Regions from separate parts of the Mus musculus genome. Here all the other regions are linked to region 1. Evidence: chromatin contacts called from public promoter capture Hi-C data. All regions are on one chromosome and are shown on one strand. Each heading gives the region's core, a stretch centred on a gene start, on an enhancer-like site or on the middle of the called end of the contact. The rest is flanking DNA. Distances are from core to core; before and after follow the strand shown. Region 1 holds the start of Ppib (peptidylprolyl isomerase B). Region 2 holds the start of Map2k1 (mitogen-activated protein kinase kinase 1). Region 3 holds the start of Dennd4a (DENN/MADD domain containing 4A). Region 4 holds the start of Zwilch (zwilch kinetochore protein).

Region 1 (4,535 bases), core at 1,397-3,896:
CTTCTTCTCAGTGCTTTGGGACAAAGCATTGTCTGCAATTATAGACACAAACTACTCAGATCGATAGCTCTGCAGCATTACACTCACTGGAACCAATACAAAGAGAGCCCATAGAAAGAGAGATGAAAGTCCTGCCAATTATTTTTTTAAAAGGGAGAAAGAGGGATTTTTTTCTGCTGGACACATTTTAGCCAGTCTTGACCATGCTTGCTTCCCACTGCCAGGCCAGCCCCATTGTGGGATTCACCATTGAAACTCCTTTTCTAGGGGGCTGGAGAGATGACTCGGGACTTGAGAGCACTCACTGCACACCATACACAGACCAAGCTACATAGTTTCAAACTATAAAAATGTGTAGAGGGTGAGAAGTCTACCTACTTAATAAACAAGACCAGATAAACCAGAATTTTTTTTTAACACACAGGGTTTGTTTTTGTTTTGTTTTTTTCCCAGTGGAAGAAATAACCTAGCGACCTTTGCTATTCTGTGAAGACAGCCTTCACTCAGAATCCCCCAGACGCCTGGGCACTGTTTCTGAGTCAGTATAACCCCTATGAAAGAGGTCCTGTGCGTTTTGAAAAAGAGTTTGCTATTCTGCTTATTAGAAACCTTTGCTCCCTAGGCTCTTGTTCTGAGCACTGCCTGTCAGTCACTAGAGCCTGTTCTTGTGGAAGGAGGGACATAAGTGCTCTGCAAAGGACATGTGCTTTGCAAGGGAGTTCCACTGCAGGCACACCTTAAGCTTTGTTGTGATAGCTGTCACAAGGAAACTTTTCCCCCCAAGGTTTTACTCAAGTATGAAAAACCTACACTGGTTGGTGTCAGACCCCAGAAAGTCGAACTAGCCTGGCTAGGTCATGCCGAGCTGAGTTTTATTCTTGCCTCTTTGCCTGGCAACAGGAACAGCTGAGAGCTCATATCCAGAACCTGAAGCAGGAAGCAGAACACTAGCTAGGAATAGTGCAGGGCTTTGAAACCTCATATCCTACCAAGTGATGAGCTTCCTCCAACAAGGCCCCACCTTCTAAGCCTGCCCAAACAGCAGCACAACTGGAGATCAAGCATTCAAATGCCCGAGCCTATAGGGTAAATATCACTGGAATCAGCACAGTGTAAGACTCCAAACGCCAAAGTGTGTGCACTATAGAATGGAGCAACACCAAGTGTGTGTTACAACCGAAAACAGCCCATGGAAGCACCTGCAGCTATGAAAAAGAAAAGGCAGTCAGCCACAGACCTTTGTATATGTTATTTTCCACTTCTATGTTAATGTGAAGCCACCCCAACCAATACCTGCTGAGCACCGAGCCCTGGAGACAGGCTAGGGGAGCTATGTAAAGACTATGTGCAGCAAGGGCTCATTCTCCTAAAACAAAGTGCGAAGAAAAGAAATTTAACACCAGGAGCCGGTAGGATAACTCAGGTTCAGTAAAGTTGCCTGCTGCCTCTGAGCCAAAGGACATGGGTTCAACCCTCAGAGTCCCTGTGATGTAAGGAGAGAATAAACTCCCTCCACATGCAGGTAACTACGTGTCTACCCACTCACATGCAATGAGACATTGTAAAAAGGAAAAGATAAATACCAAAGTATCCAACAGAATGCATCCTTTCATAGGCGCACACAGCAGTTAAGCACAGGATTCCAAGACAAAGATGAGTAGTAAATTAGTAAAAACTAAAAATGGAAGCAGTGTGTGTGTGTGTGTGTGTGTGTGTGTGTAATGCATGCACATTATGTGTAGAGCTCTTATCATTCTGGGCCTTCATTTTGAGACAGGATCTCTACCTCAATCAAAGAACTAGTCTGGAAGCAAGCAAGGCTACCAGACCCGCCTATGTCCAGCACCACTACAGCACTAGGATTAGAGTCATAAAGTATGGCCATGATCTGCTTTTAGAGCTGGGTCCAAATTCAGGTCCTCATGATTGTGGAGCAAGAACCTTAACACTGAGCCATCTCTTCACCCCTCGACTCCACCCCTTTTTTGTTCTCGGGCATAGGTGTTACTATATTATGCTTAATAGCCAGAAACTAACTACATAGAAGCCGCCTTAAACTCACAGAAATCTTTCTGCTTCTTCCTCCAAGGTGCTGGGATTAAAGAGACGTGCAACCATGACTGGTCGTGTTCGTTTTAAGACAAGGTCTCACTCTAGTCCAAAAAGAACTAGTAGTCACTCTGTAGCCCAGGCTGGCCTTGAACTTTTTACCATCCTACTTCACCCTGCCCAGTGCTGGGATGACGGGTGTGAGCCACTACGCCCGGTCCCCAAGCAAGGCATTATAGAAGATATAGAAGGCTATGCTGTAACGCTCAACCGCTAAATTCAACCCCTAGTACTAAGGTTAAGTGTGTCCAGTCTTCTGAAGACCACCTCCAAATTTGGCAGCGACTGGTCTTTGCACGCCGTGACAAAAGTCTGAAAGTTGGATGGGCAGGTGGGGTCGCAAGGCACGCTGGGGTGCGTAGTCTCTCTTTCTGATACCAATCCCAACGCTGCCTTTGCGCACCGCCTTGACATACCCAATCAGAGGGCTGTAACGTGGCAGCCACCCGCAGCCCCGCCCCCGGCAGCGCCTACCACTCGGCGTCGCTGCGCAGGGAGAACGTGGCGCGCTCCTGGCGCTACGAGACCGCCCGCGGCCCCGGGTCCACCCCACGCCTGGGCGGCCACGCGCACGCTGCGCGTCCACACCCTTTTCCGGTCCGGGCTGCCCGACCGCTCTTGCTGCTGCCGGTGGATGCTGCGCCTCTCGGAGCGCAATATGAAGGTGCTCTTCGCCGCCGCCCTCATCGTGGGCTCCGTCGTCTTCCTTTTGCTGCCCGGACCCTCCGTGGCCAACGATAAGAAGAAGGGACCTAAAGTCACAGTCAAGGTCTGGGCTCCCCTCACCAGCGAGGCCTGCCTTCCGCCGCCTTAGGTCCGGCTCAAGCCGGAGCGGGTCTGGCCCAGTAGTTCCGACCTGAGCGTCCTTGTTCTTGTTCAGTTCTTCCTTGGGTCGACTTTGATCTCTTGAAGCCAGGCTCGCCCTATCTACTCAGACTAGAGAATAACCCAGACTCCCCCAGCCCCCCGCCCTGACCCAGGATGCCCAGCTTCGGCCAGCACGGACATCCTTAGGACGGTCCCTTTGCACATCCCCTGCATTGCTGGGAAATGGTGATGGATCAGAATTGCCGAATCTTTTACTATGGTCTCTCCAGTTTAGTGTGTTTTGTAGCACACACAGTAAATATAGTTAAACTTGCAAGCACAGTGTATCTCCCTGTGTATGTCCCCCTTTTAATGTATGTTTCTATAATCTGGAATCATTTAAAGAGCACAGATTGCTATTCTATAGTCTTGAGAACGAAAACTTTTAAAAAATGTTACATTATTTACTTAGTAGGGAGAGGGACTCGGGTACCACAGTGCAACCGTAGAGGTCAGAGGACAGTTTGCAGGAGTCCATTCACGTTGGTCTCTGGTCTTCAGGCTTGGCCGCAACCGAATTTTCCTCTAAGCCATAAGGCAGTCTGTAATCCTTTCTTGGGGTGGACCCAAGTGCTGTGGCATATATTACTCCCAGCTACTTGAGGGAGACTACAATTTAGCAAGATTAATTACTGGGGTTATTAGCTCAGTGGTGGACGGCTTATCTGCAGTGGCCCACCATTTCGTACTCCCTAGTACTGGGGTTGGAGACTACTAGAGCTTTCATAAGTGTACAGATGGTTGTAGCCACCATCTAGGTGCTGAGAACAGAAGCTCTAGGGTCTGGGAAAGCAGCAGATGCTCTTAACAGCTGCTGTTTCTCCAGCCTGTTTGTTGGATTTGTACAAAGGTTTTGCCCTACTCAGCCACAGCTTTAGGCTTTGTTCTCACTCATGGGGTAACTCCTCAGGCCCTCCTCTACCAAGGCCCCTGTGAAGGCTAAGCTTGGACTTGTTCACTTTCCTTAGGTATACTTTGATTTACAAATTGGAGATGAATCTGTAGGACGAGTCGTCTTTGGACTCTTTGGAAAGACTGTTCCAAAAACAGTGGATAATTTTGTAGCCTTAGCTACAGGAGAGGTAAGTGGCTAACCCCACACAGTAGGGATGGGAGCAGCTGGGGCTTCAGAGTGTGGCCCGTGTGTAGTGGTAGACAGACTTCATTAGCTGGCTTCCCTGAGGATGAGATATTTTTGTATATTAAGTGGGAATAAAGGGGTCCAGTCTTTAATTCTGGAGAAGGCCCTGGAACTGCGGTGACTTACTCAGAGCCTCAGTTGCCCAGTTTGGCACTTCCCAGAGATTGGACTGGTTCTTCCAACCCCTGCTGCTTCCTACAGCTAGTCATAATAGAATAATAATCCACAGTGCTAAATCTGGCAGCCTCACAGTTGTCTCTGCCAAATGGTGTGGCGGCTACTGAAGTGTTAACGTGGTTTTATGTTAGAGAGAACATAGACAAACATGGTACTGTGTGGCTGCAATGTTTAGAGAGTAAACTTTAACATCTGATTTTTTTTTTTTTTTTTGAGTTTTTATTTGAATGTTCTTAGACCA
Region 2 (4,278 bases), core at 789-3,288, 1.8 Mb before region 1:
GGGAACCCTTATGGTTGAATTAGGCAAAAAATTAAAGAAGCTGAAGGGGAGAGCAACCCCATAGGAAGACCTGCAGTCTCAACTAACCCAGACCCCAGGGAGCACCCGAACACCGAGCCACCAACCAGGAGCATACACCGGCTGGTCCGAGGTCCCTGGCACATATATAACAGAGAACTGCCTGGTCTGGTCTCAGGAGGAGAGAATGAGCTTAATCCTGGAAAGAGACTTAAGGTTCCAGGGAAGGGGGGGCACTCTCAGAGGCGAGGAGGAGGAATGTGATGAGGAACTGTGGGAGGGGAGACTGAAGGGGGCAACAACTGGAATGTAAATAAATAAAATAATAAAAAAATTTAAAAATAATATGATTAAAAAAAAAAAAAAAGCTTGTGCTAATTCTATGCCAGTCTGGGTTACACATATAGACCCTACCCATCCCACTCCATTGTCTCACAAAAATATTTGTCCTGAAAAGAGTTGCTGAAGAATACCTTACCTTGAAAGAGGGGAGGGGGACTTGCAGTCTGTTTTACAGGGGGTAAACTGCTGTACATACACACTGAACAAATGCTAATTATGCTGCTCAAAGACATATGTTACAAATCCAACGTCAAGGGCAATGTCAAGGACCTAAAGAAAAGATGTGTTTGAAGCAAGTCTTAATAATCTGGCTATGCTCACACAAATCCACCACTACCAGCCCTGCCATTGATACTACTGCAGGTATCAATGACAGTAACCATACCAACAGGTCCTGAGTTATTAAAATCTAGGGAAAGGAGGGAGGGGGGTTACAATAATCTCCAAAGGACAGAATGCCTGAAGCTACTTTCATTTTATCAGATACCTCTCAAGTCTCCTGACCTCAGGGAAAGATGAAGAAGAAACCCAACAGGTGGGCTCAGAAACCCACCTTATGAAATAAACTCTTATCTGTCTGTAAGCAACACTGGCCCCTGCAGATACCGAGCAACCTTTGGCTTTGTTTCCCTGGTCATCGTTCTTATGCCTCAAGTCAATTTCCGGCTCCCGGTCAACTAAGCAAAGCTGGGAGAATAACCGGTGAGGGGATGAACTGTTGCATGAACGGACAGATGAAGAGAGACTCCTCCCTCGAGCAAGGTACTTCTCAAGAAAAAGGCCACGGATGAGGGAGTCCCCAAAGTGAACCAGGGAAAAGCCATGGGGAAATCTGTGAACACACGCCCCCGCTGGCCAGGCGATCAACCGGCCACAAGGCCCCACAGGTGTCAGGCACCAAAAGTAAATGGGGCTCACCCATCCCAAGTCCACACTCAGACCCCGAGGAGGTCTCAAAGGTTAATGAGAAGCGACCTGAATTTGCTCTGCGTCTTGTTACAGGCCAGAATCCCAGAGTATGCCCTTTAGGCAATAGCTAGGGGGGGACGCATTAGGTTTCGTTTTCTTGGGCGAAGATTGATGTCGGTGGCCAGGGACGACAGACACTGTTGGGAAAGAGGGGGATCGGGACTTGTAGGGTGCACGGTCGATGTGAGTCAGGCACCCAATCAGTGCTTAGTCACTGATAGCCCGGCGGCCGGAGTTCCTCGCCCCCCGCCAGCCGGGCCGTACGTGACGAAGCCTCGCCTGGCGGTGGCGGCCTCCCGGCCACTCCCGGTACTCACTCGGCCGAGCTGGTCCCGTTAACCGCCGAGCCATCGGGGGCCGGGTTCAGCTGGATGGGCGTCGGCTTCTTCTTGGGCATCTTGCAGCCGGGAAAGAGCCTGCAACTCAGCAGGGAGCGCGCGGCCGCTTCTCGCTTCCTCCCTCGGCTCTGCCCAGAGTCGGGGCGGCTCGATCAACGCCGCGCTCCTGGGACCCTCCGCCCAACCCACGCGGAGAACCAGCTGCGCGCGCTCGCCGGCCGGGAACTCTCGCCTCAGCACACCGGTTCCTCGGGCTCGGACGGCTCCCTGCGCACTACCCACAGCTCAGCTACAGCCCCAGCTTGGAGAAAGTGCGGCCACCGCTGCTCCGGCGCTCCGAGACGCCGCGCACAGACGTCCCAGTGAGGGACTGGAGGGTGAGGGAGGGGCGGGGAAACGAGCAGGCCCCGCCCCCACGGGGGCTGCAGCGCTTCCCTCACGCCCGCCTGACTCCGCCCCCGTCGCTTCGCCGACAGCCAATGGGGACTAGCCTCAGAGGCAGATGACGCGGAAATACGTCACGGGAGGCGCGGCGCATTGGCTTGGGGCGGAGTTAAAGGGAGGCTTTCCGGGCGCCCTCTGCTGACCAGCGGTATCCAGGTGGCTGCTGTACGAGGTTCTTGCACGCAGGTCATCTTGCCTTTGAGTGGGGCTGCTTGGCCTATTTATCTCAACTCTTCTCCTCCCTTGGGCTGGGTCATTTTGACCCAGACAAAAGTACAAAATAAATAAGAAAAGGACCCCTTTTCGTGTCCTGAGGCCAAGCGGAATTGAGTAAGAGCAAACTAAATTGAACAAAAGCCAGGAGTGCACATTTTTAATTCCAGTACAAGAGGCAGAGGCAGGCTGATGTGTACGCATTCGAAGCCAGCTTGGTCTACACAGCCAGGGATACATTGTGAGACCCAGTCTCAAAATAAAAGAAAACTTGTCAAGAGACTCCTTAAACTAAACTGACATGATTTTTCTATTTTAATTCTACTAAAATGGAGGTACACAGCTGAGAACTCCGTGCTGCAGAGGTGGTAAATTAGTGAAGCCTATTTTGAGAGCAGATTGAAGTCTAATTAATGGGGTCAGCCGACCTAAATGTATCCAATCTCATATCCTCTTTTTCGTTTTCTAAGCCTTTTGGCAAAGTCAAGTTTGGAGTAGCCTGGACAGCTAGCGCAGAAGTTGAGGGTGTTTCTTGCTTTAACAGGACTCTAGTTGGGTTCCCTGCATTCGTGTTTGGGCAGCTCACAACCACCTGTAACTTCCAGCTGTAGTGGATACCATGCCTCTGGCCTCTGAGGGTACATGTACTCTTGTGTACATACCCAAACACACACAAACATCATTAAAAATAAAGTCAGGCACACACTTTTAATCCCAGCACTCGGTAGGCAGAAACAGGTGGAAATCCCTAGTTGGAGACTAACCTGGTCTACAGAGTGAGTTCCAAGACAGCCAGGACTACACAGAGAAACCCTGTCGTGAAAAACTAAAATGGCTGATGAGATGGCTCAGTGGGTAAGAGCACCCGACTGCTCTTCCAAAGGTCCTGAGTTCAAATCCCAGCAACCACATGGTGGCTCATAACCATCTGTAACGAGATCTGACTCCCTCTTCTGGAGTATCTGAAGACAGCTACAGTGTACTTACATATAATAAATGAATAATCTTAAAAAAAAGAAAAATTAAAATGATGATAATAATAAATCAGATAAATCTTTTTTTTTTAATCACCAGGACATAAATAGGTATTGAGGGGCATGCACTGACCAAACGGAGGCAGGAGGATCAGAAGGCTACCTAGCAAGTTCCTCCTCTACCTAGCAAGTTTCAGACCTAACCTGGGCCACATGAGACACTGTCTATCTTGCCCACCCCTTAAAGACTCTAGGTTTAGTCTACCAACTTCCCATTTAGTCTATCAGCATCAAGATAAACAAATATTGTTTTATCCTGTCTTTCTGTGATGGTTGTTGGAGCATAAGATGTGAATTTATCAAATAGCTCAATAGTTCATATTCAGAAAAAAAATGCAGTTTCAGGGGCTGGAGACATGGCTCAGTGATTAAGAGGACATGTTGCTCTTGCTGAGAGCCCAGGCTCATATCCAGCACCTGCATGATGGTTCCCAATTATCCACCACTCCAGTTCCAGGAGAGCCTGCATTCTCTGCTGACCCCCAAGGGCACCAGGCACACACATGGTGCACATATGTACATGCAGGCAAAACACAAATACATATAAAACAAAAATAAATTTCTGAAAATACACATTCCAGCTTCCTCTTTTGAAACCACTCAGACTTAAAGACACTAGGTATAAGGAACAGATAAGCATCTGCCCCGGGTGTTCCAGAGCCAGGTGTTACAGGAAACTCGAAGGTAAGGAGGCTGTTGAAAGCTGAGGCAAGAGACTTAACTTCCAGGCAGGGAGGAAGCCCGAAGGGGTATTTCTCATTGCCAAATACCTCCACCTCCAGATAGCAAGACATCCAGGTGGGGAAGGCCTAGCATTTTAGATGAAAGGTTGTTTATCTACAACATGGTTGGTCACATAACTAGGATGTTAAATATAACTGCATTACTCTCCTCTTAGCTGTAACAAAACGCCAACAAGA
Region 3 (4,689 bases), core at 1,804-4,303, 1.2 Mb before region 1:
CTGTAAATCCAAGTCTGGGGGGATCCAACACTCTTTTCTGGCCTCTGTGGGCACCAGACATGCACGTGGTACACAGACTCACATGCAGGCAAAGCACCTATACATATAAAATATAATAAAGATTTTATATTTTAAAAAGCATTTGAGATCAAACACAGGACTTCCTGTGTAATAGGCAGACACTCTTCAGCCACACCCGAGCCTCTGCTACCTTTTCATATTATTCTTTTCTCAAGAGACAGAAGTTAGGAGCCTGGGGAGATTGCTTACTTGGTAAAGTATTTACTGCTCAAGCATTAGAACCTGAGGTTGATCTGCAGTACCTCTATAAGAAAAATCGAGATTTATGTCACAAACTATAGCTATCTCAAAGGAGGGAACCTCAGTTGAGAAAATGCCTCCACAAGATTGGGTTGTGGGCCAGTCTGTAAACCATTTTCTTAATTAGTGATTGGTGGGGGTGGATCCCCAGGACAGGAACTCACGAAGGAACCTGGAGGCATGGCCACAGAGGAATGCTGCTTATTAGCTTCCTCTCCATAAGCAGCTTATTAGCTTCCATTCCATAAGGAATGATCTTATTAGCTTCTTCACTCAGCTGGTGTCCTTATTAGATCTAGGACCACCTGCCTACAAGTGGCGATACAGAGAGTGGGTTAGGCCCTCACGTATCATCGCTGATCAAGAATATGCCTTATAGTTTTGCCTACAAGCTGATCTGATGTAGGTATTTTCCCAACGGAGATTCTCTCGTCTCGGATGATTCTAGCTTGTGTCAAGTTGGCCATAACTATCTGGCACAGTCACCAGGCCCAGGGTTTTTGACATGGGTTCTGAGGGATGATGAACTTTCTCTCAATTGTTTTAGAAACGTTTAAAGACTCTCATGCTAAAAAGCAATTCCTGAAACTACATTTTTATATTTTAACTACAACCCTATATTGTAGACGGATATATCTATATCTCAACTCAGAGTGCTTTATACTGGTGATAATATAATATGCTAAGGTAACCTTTAAAAGGGGATTGACTGGGTATGCTTCACAACAATCAAACCAATTAGTGGTTAAGTCTAGGGCCAGTGGAAAAAGCCAGGAGTTCCCAATTGAACCCTTAAAACATTTGTTTGTATGTTTGTTTAAAGCAGAGAATTGCTTAAGCGCTTGCCTAGCATGCACCAATTCCTGCTTCCATCGCTGTAGAAAGTGGGTGTGGCGGCACAAGCTGCCATCATAGCGCTCAGAAGGTGGAAGGCATGAGAACTGTAATGGATCTGACACCAGCCTGAGCTATAGAGTGGGCTTATCTTAGAGGAGGAAAAGGTAGAAGCGTCTAAGTAGTGTTATTGAGGTCTAAAGGAGGCATGTATTTAGAGCCCTCAACTTAATAACTTTGACATATGTGTATATATTTGTGACCATTGTGCAATCAAGATAGTGAACACATCCATTGCCCCCCAATGTTTGCTTCATGATATAGACTCTCTCTAGCAATCACTGATTGGCAGATAGCTATGCCCTCACATTGGAGAGGAAAACATCATGGCTGACGTCAGTAGGGAGGATGGTTAAAAGACTTCAGTTTTTGCCAGGCAGAGGTGGTGCACGCCTTTAGTCCCAGCACTTGGGAGGCAGAGGCAGGCGGGTTTCTGAGTTTGAGGCCAGTCTGGTCTACAGAGTGAGTTCCAGGACAGCCAGGACTGAACAGAGAAACCCTGTCCCGGAAAAGCAAAACAAAAAAAAAAAAAGGGGGGGGGGAGGGTGTGGGGATCAACAATGGTATTATTTAATAATTTTCAGTGAAATTAGTGTATTTTTATCTACACAATATAATGTGATGCCCACACATTTTTTAAACAATTTGAACTATATTTGGTGAACTCAGTGTTGAAGAGACTCAAACTTAGATTTAAAAAAAAAAAAACAAACCCTCTCAATCAGGTTCTCTGGTCCATATGTTGTCTAGAATATAAATATAGATGCCATTCTTCAAGTACCACTCACTGTTCCCAGCTGCTTTGTTCCCTACTTGCCATTCAGTGGCTTCGGCCTGCAGTTAGAATTAAGGATAGTCTTGTATTTCTAGGCCCTATACAACGGAGCTCTCAACTCCCTCTCTAATCTAATGGAAGGCTTCTCCAGGCAAAATACATTTCTCATCAACACAGATTCCTCGCAGTTCTAAAAGCCAAGCTCCTCCCTATTGCAGGTTCTCTGCATGATCTTTTTGCTTTACTCAATTCTCTGGGGCCTTTCTTCCATTACTGGCTTCTTCCTGCACTTCAGAGAGGCACAGCCTTGATCACTCTGGTTTCAAAAACCACCCTGTTATCTGCTACCTAGAATTCTTCCTAGAACTTTTATGTTTCTTCTCCAAGCATTAAATATATTTGGTTGTTGTTGTTGTTGTTGTTGTTGTTGAGCTTCTCCCACTAGACCTCAACTCCCTCAAAGCAGACCTTTTCTGGTTCCCTGACTGTTGTGTGTCAGCCCTGCTGGGTTTTCCAACAATATTGTCTGGATGAATGAGTCCAAGAGAAGGAGTGGAGGTATAAAATAAAACTGTAATCTCGGTTGGCAATAAAGATGAAGCCTGTTTTGCATAGATTAACTTCAACCTAGAGGAATTTTTTTTTAAAAGGTCCTATTTCTTCCTTCATTTGTTCATAGAATTCCAGCTAACATTATTCAATACTTTTTAGGCATACACTTTACATTTCTGAGTAACTCTGTAGAGGTAATCAACCTTTATTATCCACATTTTTCAAAGGCATCTTGCCAATAGCCATTAACAGTAGACCTGCAGTCTAGTTTAAGTAGGCCATATCCAATTAATCAATGTAATGGACACCCTTTCAATCAACAATAGCTGTTTTATCAACGCGCTTTTCAGAGAACCCCTCTGAATTCCCCCTTTTCCCTGACCTCTGTCTCGGGACTGAAAGCTACTGGTGGTTGCTAACCGCTTAGGGGGTTTTCTGCAGAATACCAGTGACTTTGGTGGGCGGATCTCAGCTCAGACCACTGCACCAAGCAGCAGTGCCGGGAAGGAAGAAGCAGGTCTGTTGGCCATAGCTGGATGCTTGTGAAAGAGGAAGGTACAGTGCGCCTTGTTCTTACTCGCCAGGGGCTCGGAATCTCCCAACCTGAAGGGGAACCACGACGCGTTTCCCCAGCTACACTCGCCGTCACCAGCCAGCCCGGCCCCACCCCGCCCACAGCCCCACCCAGCGGCCCGCCCACTTGCGGGACCCTTGTTAGTCCCCTCCCCCCACGACCCACCCCCTAGCTCGGCCCATTCCTGCCCCTCGGGTCAGATTCGGCCTGTGATTGGTTTTTGTTGCCATAGTCCCCGCCCCCATGTCTTTACCGTCACTCCCAAGATGGCGCCGGCCGCGGCGGGTTCGGCGGCTGGTGCTGAGGAAGGAGGCGGAGGCTTTGGCGACCGCGCGGGGAGGGGGAGTCCCGTCTGACTGAGACGGCTGGGCGGAGCGCCGGGCCGGGAGATGAGCTAAGCTGGCTGCAAGCGCCGCGACATTCAGCCCCCTCGTGTCCCGCCCGCCGCGCATGAGGGGATCAGACTCTGCATCTCAGGCTCTTCCCGGTGCTCGCGCGGGGGCCGGCGGGGAGGTGAGTGGCGGGGGCGGCGGCGTGGGCATCGGTGGCATAGGGAGCTGTCACGGCCCTGAGGAGGTGACTGGCAGGGGGACGCCGAGCCGGGTGATAGGACTTGGAGGGCCGCTAGGCGCGGGCAGCTGCTAGGAGGGGCTCTGGCCGTCCCGGAGGATGGCGAGATGCTGTCGATGGCGTTCGCGCGCCTCCGTGTGGGAACGAGCGCGGGACACCGGGGGGGTCCCTCCGGACTGGCCATTTGGTGCTGGCCTGGGGCTGTTGTTGTTGGGGTGATGGGGCGGGGGCGGACGGTGGGGAGGTCCTGAAGCTGGGATTTTGACAAGCTCGTTACGTAAGGTTGCTTCCCGGAATCCCACCTGCTCTGGGTTTCAAACCCGCGGCGGGGGCTGCTTTCCCGCGGCTGTTCAGTCCAGATGCCGGGGCCCGGCTGGGGCTCAGGTTCCACGTGAGCCCGGCCAGCGTCCAAGTTGACCAGTGTGTGTGTGTGTGTGTGTGTGTGTGTGTGTGTGTGTGTGTGTGTGTGTGTCTGTGCACACGCGCGCGCAATTCTTGGTCATCACCACTCCTTTTGAAGTTTATCTCTTTCTAGAGGGGAAAGACGAAGGAGGGGGCAGGGGGAGAAGGGGCAAAAAAGCTTGTGACCTAGAATTGGGTCGCAGCGACATCTCTTTTATGGTGCTTTTAAATGACAGGACGTAAAGGGAAACTTGGATGTTGCTGCTCCAGTGTGCTTTTCCTTCAGACGAATGGTTGGCCTCAGAGCGGTAGAGACGGTTTTTATTTGTCTTATAGGACAGTTATTTCTTGTTTGCAAAACAGGACAGGCATCAGTCAACAGGCTTGTATTTATCTGAGGGGAAAGTGGGTGTCAGCCAGCCAGAGAGACATGGGAGGGCAGGAATTGTGTCACTCTGTGAGTATATTGTTCTTTTAAGTGTGTTAGATATGAATGAAAAGGGTAGCCCAAAAGTAAAATAAACAATATTACATTATCACAAGATTATCTTTAGTGTATATACAGCCTTAATCTGTTTTCTGCCCACCCATTGTACCTCCT
Region 4 (4,330 bases), core at 1,811-4,310, 1.9 Mb before region 1:
GGTGTCTCTGAAGGCAGCAACAGTGTACTCACACATATAAAACAAATAAATCTTTAAAAAAAAAAGTTTTGGGGCTGGTGAGATGGCTCAGTGGGTAAGAGCACCCGACTGCTCTTCTGAAGGTCCGAAGTTCAAATCCCAGCAACCACATGGTGGCTCACAACCATCTGTAACAAGATCTGACTCCCTCTTCTGGAATGTCTGAAGACAGCTACAGTGTACTTACATATAATAAATAAAAAAAAAAAAAAAAAAAAAAGTTTCTAGCCAGGTCGTGGCCCAGATAGTGAGGTCTAAAAAGGAAAACCCTGCCTTGAAGAAAAAAGTCTGGGACTTATTAAAAAAAGAGAGAGAGAGAGAGATTTGCCCTTTTAATTAGGGATTTGGGGTGAGCATGTAACTTTAGAGGCCAGAATAGGACACTGCACCCTCTCACCACAGCTGGAGTTGTGGAGAGCTGTGGATCACCAGAAGTCACCACAGCTGGAGTTGTGTGGAGAGCTGTGGATCACTAGAAGTGCTGCTCTTCACTGCTCAGCTGCTTCATAAGGCATTTAGTAGTGATCTCAAAGTACACAAATTATAAAACACTGGCCGACTCAAATAAATTACCAAAATGTATTGCCAGCCTGAGCTATAGGGAAAGTAGCTCTAGTTACTGAAAGAGCCCAACAGTTATATCAGAATAGTTCGCATCTTTTGATCTGATACTTGACCTAATTGATCTAGAAACAAAAAACAAGCCTGATAGGTCAACTTTTGTTATATTGCACAAGACTCTTTACTATATTTATTTAAGCATGTATGTATGTGTGGTATGTGTGTATTTGTCAAGGTCAGAGAACAATATGTGAGATATTTTCTCTTTCCACTATGTGGGCCCCATGCCATGTTTGGTGGCTACTGAACCATCTCTCTGGCCCAAGATATTGCTTGGTTATTCAGCAATTGTTTATCAAACACTCTAGCTAGTTCCTGGGGATAGCAAACAAAACTAGTCTTGAATGAATGTAGAGTAAACTACCAGTTATAGGGTACTGAGAACTCTGAGAGGACAGGAACTGTGAATCACTTGTAACATTTCAGAGACATGATTATGGCCCAAAACAGAACACTGGAGATGGGCAAGAACGAGACTTGTCTAGCATGCACAAGACCCCCACCTCTGATCCTCAGCGAAGAATTAAAACAACAGAAGTGGCTGGGAGTCTGGGAAAGATGAAAAGAAAGAAGCTGGCTGGTCTTTTAAGTTTAGGACTCTTAACTTGAAGAATTCTGGAGTTAAATGCCACATCGGCAAGAATGGTAATTTCTTCCTAGGTTTGTGGTGAAGCCCTGGAGATCACCAAGAAACTTCAGTAGGCACGGAGAGGGATACAGTAAGTGAAAACTTCTAGAGTTTATGCATGGAAAGATGAAAACATCCAGGAAAGAATTAGTAAGCATAAAGGATCTAAATAAATTTGTATCAATGGAGGTGATAAAACAGACATAAAACAACCATAGAAGCTGAGAACATAACTCGGGAATAACAGTGCTTGCCTAAAATGTGTGAAGCCATTTCCAGAACCTCAAAAGCTGGGCATAATGGTACATGCCTGTAAGGACAGCACATTGGACACCGGGCCACGATGTTTACAAGTCCAAACTCAGAGATCTTGGGTTTAAAACAATAAAGTACTTAACACCATGGCAAAATACCACAACAGTTAAAAACAACTCAAGTTCCTGAGCTCAAAGACATTAGCTTCTTTAAAAACATCAGTTTTGTTGGGCGTGGTGGCTCATGCTTTTATTCGTAGCACTAGGGAGGCAGAGGCAGGTGAATTTCTGAGTTCAAGGCCAGCCTGGTCTACAGAGTGAGTTCCAGGACAACCAGTGCTACACAGAGAAACCCTGTCTCAAAAAAAAAAAAAACAAAAAAAAACAAACACAACACAACAACAAAAACCCAACCACTAAAACCCACTAGTTTTAGCTGGGCAGTGGTGGCTCCCGCCTTTGACCCCCAGCACTCTGAGGGCTGAGGCGGCCGGATCTCTGAGTTCCAGGCCAGCCTACTCTACAGATTGAGTTCCAAGACAGACAGGGTTACACAGAGACACTATTTTTTTTTTTTTTTTTTTTTTTTTTGATTTTTCGAGACAGGGTTTCTCTGTATAGCTCTGGCTGTCCTGGAACTCACTCTCTAGACCAGGCTGGCCTCGAACTTCGCCTGCCTCTGCCTCCCGAGTGCTGGGATTAAAGGCGTGCGCCACCACGCCGGGCTCTGAAACTATCTTAAAAAACAAAAGCACATTAGTTCTTTTCCTGTAGTAGTGAAAAATTATTACTGCTTTTGTAAACAGGAGGGGCAATAATGGCAGTTAAAAATGATAGCATTTAGAGACTAATGGGCTATACCCAACTAGCAACACCTTGCACCTAGAATTAAAGTTTTTTGTCTTCACATCAGGCCTACGAAATCAAAAATCTCAGAGGCTGAGCCAGTCAATGTATATTTTGGCAACCCTGTGGGTGATTCTGATGTGAGTCGCTGACTTAGATTTTCACACAGGATGTAGAAGTTGACAGAATTTCACTGAGGGAACACAGTGAATTTGTGGCACGGCTCACGCCTCTCATCTCGGCATCAGGAGGCTGCCGAGGAGGGTCGATGCGGATTCTGTCCGTTTCTGAGCTTGAGGCCCGATGACATCTAGCTCTCTGTGTCCCAGGAGCCTCTACTTAGAAGCGTGTACATCAGTCCAATCCGTACACTGCTTTGCCATCTTGCCTCCCTTGGGTAAGCTCGGGTGTTTTCTCCGGAGGCCGGCAGTAGCCTAGGCCTCCGCAGAGCCCTGGCTGCCTCTCACATCCCAGGTCCAGGAAAGCCGGCAGCCAGCTGTGGCAAACACCACCGGCAGGGGAGGGACAAGTACCATCCCATTCCCCAACCACAACTCACTGCCGGAGACGAGCATAAAACTCCTCCGCCGCGCGGTTCATTCGCGACCACATACCGCCGTGGCCTCCGTCCATTGCTAAGAAGTTAAACTGAACTGCGCGCCCAGACAATGACGTCAGAGGCCATGACCCCGCCCCGCCGGAACTACTTCACGCTTTAAGTTCGGTTTGTACTCAACGCTAACACATTGCTTTAATTTAGTAGAGCATCCCCTCAATTTACTATTCCAAAAGTCTCCCATTTCTGTTAGGGGGGAAAAAATGGACTAAAAGAGATGTTATGATGAGGGTGGGCGGGATGAGGAGAAAGATAATTCTCGCGAGAGTTGTGACGAGTTACGAATTATTCCGCGAAAAAGAGTCCCTCCTTTCTAATCACTCTTTTTAACTTTAAAAAAAATGAATACATAATTTTAACACACGTCACGCAATAATATTACCTTTTGAAATTTTTACATGTAGCAGAAAGATAGATCGTGTCTCTAATTTGATTTTGATAAGGGGCAGGATGCGGAAGACGAGTGGAAGGATATATAGAGTACAAGTGACAAGTCTTTCCTTTTCCTGTGGGAGCAGCCGGGTAGAGAGGAGCGTGGCCTTCTCCTCTCCCCGTCATGGTGAGTGGAGGTCTTCTACACTGGGCTTCCCCCTGGTCTGGGGGGCGGCTATAGAGGAGGGCGAAGGTTCAGAACATGGAATCTGCAGAGAGGAGACGAGGGAAAGGAAACCTAGCACCTTTTCTGGCCGGAGCTGAGTTGTGGGCGCTGAGGCAGCCATCTTAGAGGCAACGTGGGCAACAGCGCCAGGTGGATGGTAGAGGAACCTTTGGGATCTTAGCTTTTCTTAGTTCTAAGCTTTGCTTAGTTCTAAGCAGGGTTGCTGGAAGCCGAGCGTTTTGATGCCAGAGACTTGTCAGGGGTTCGAGATCGTCCGATGACAACTCCGCACAGGCCGTGGCGGGTCATGTGCTTTCAGTCCGGAGAAATTGTCTTCAAAGAAAAGGGCTGAAGGATATCTGAATTTATGCTTTCCAGGAAGATTGCCTTCACCTCTTTAAGACAATTTCTGGAAATGCATGTCTTCGTTACTTTATATGATGTAATCTAGACCTTTGAATCTTAAGCGAGTTTTCAGTAGTAATTAGTATATTGTTTTACCACGAATGTTTATCTGTAGATGGATTAAGGTTGTTCTGACCACAGTAATTTGGAGACTGTTAGATTCATCGTTAAACCGACTAGATAGGTTGTCCTATTGTGAGACGACTTAAAGGGGGGTATAGTAGAAGAGATGGTATAGTATCTGGAAGGGCACATGGGAAATAGGTCAGACCTAAGTGCTGGTGGAATCCTCAGTTAAGAGTCTTTCAGAGTATCAAAACGTT

Evidence for each region. Promoter capture Hi-C pulls out the DNA fragments that hold promoters and counts their contacts.
Region 2: a promoter capture Hi-C map of erythroid cells shows a contact between it and region 1, with 14 times the contacts expected there. The contact joins the promoter of Map2k1 here to the promoter of Ppib in region 1. A contact is called at or near these places in 2 of 39 promoter capture datasets (erythroid cells and pre-B cells).
Region 3: a promoter capture Hi-C map of erythroid cells shows a contact between it and region 1, with 12 times the contacts expected there. The contact joins the promoter of Dennd4a here to the promoter of Ppib in region 1. A contact is called at or near these places in 2 of 39 promoter capture datasets (erythroid cells and liver).
Region 4: a promoter capture Hi-C map of erythroid cells shows a contact between it and region 1, with 9 times the contacts expected there. The contact joins the promoter of Zwilch here to the promoter of Ppib in region 1. A contact is called at or near these places in 2 of 39 promoter capture datasets (erythroid cells and pre-B cells) and 1 of 9 other capture datasets (liver).

The regions. Positions count from the first base shown.
Region 1 is chr9:66,057,523-66,062,057 of GRCm38.p6, forward strand. Ppib (peptidylprolyl isomerase B) reads left to right here and starts at 2,647. Exons shown (of 5, transcript NM_011149.2): 1 at 2,647-2,878; 2 at 3,945-4,058. The coding sequence starts at 2,744.
Region 2 is chr9:64,251,567-64,255,844 of GRCm38.p6, forward strand. It overlaps Map2k1 (mitogen-activated protein kinase kinase 1), which reads right to left and starts at 2,039. Exons shown (of 11, transcript NM_008927.4): 1 at 1,647-2,039. The coding sequence starts at 1,726.
Region 3 is chr9:64,807,958-64,812,646 of GRCm38.p6, forward strand. It overlaps Dennd4a (DENN/MADD domain containing 4A), which reads left to right and starts at 3,054. Exons shown (of 35, transcript NM_001162917.1): 1 at 3,054-3,063; 2 at 3,383-3,629. It overlaps Gm36459 (a long non-coding RNA gene), which reads right to left and starts at 3,458. Exons shown (of 3, transcript XR_379559.2): 1 at 3,370-3,458; 2 at 2,989-3,145.
Region 4 is chr9:64,169,871-64,174,200 of GRCm38.p6, forward strand. Zwilch (zwilch kinetochore protein) reads right to left here and starts at 3,061. Exons shown (of 19, transcript NM_026507.4): 1 at 2,948-3,061. The coding sequence starts at 3,021. It overlaps Rpl4 (ribosomal protein L4), which reads left to right and starts at 3,517. Exons shown (of 10, transcript NM_024212.4): 1 at 3,517-3,563. The coding sequence starts at 3,561.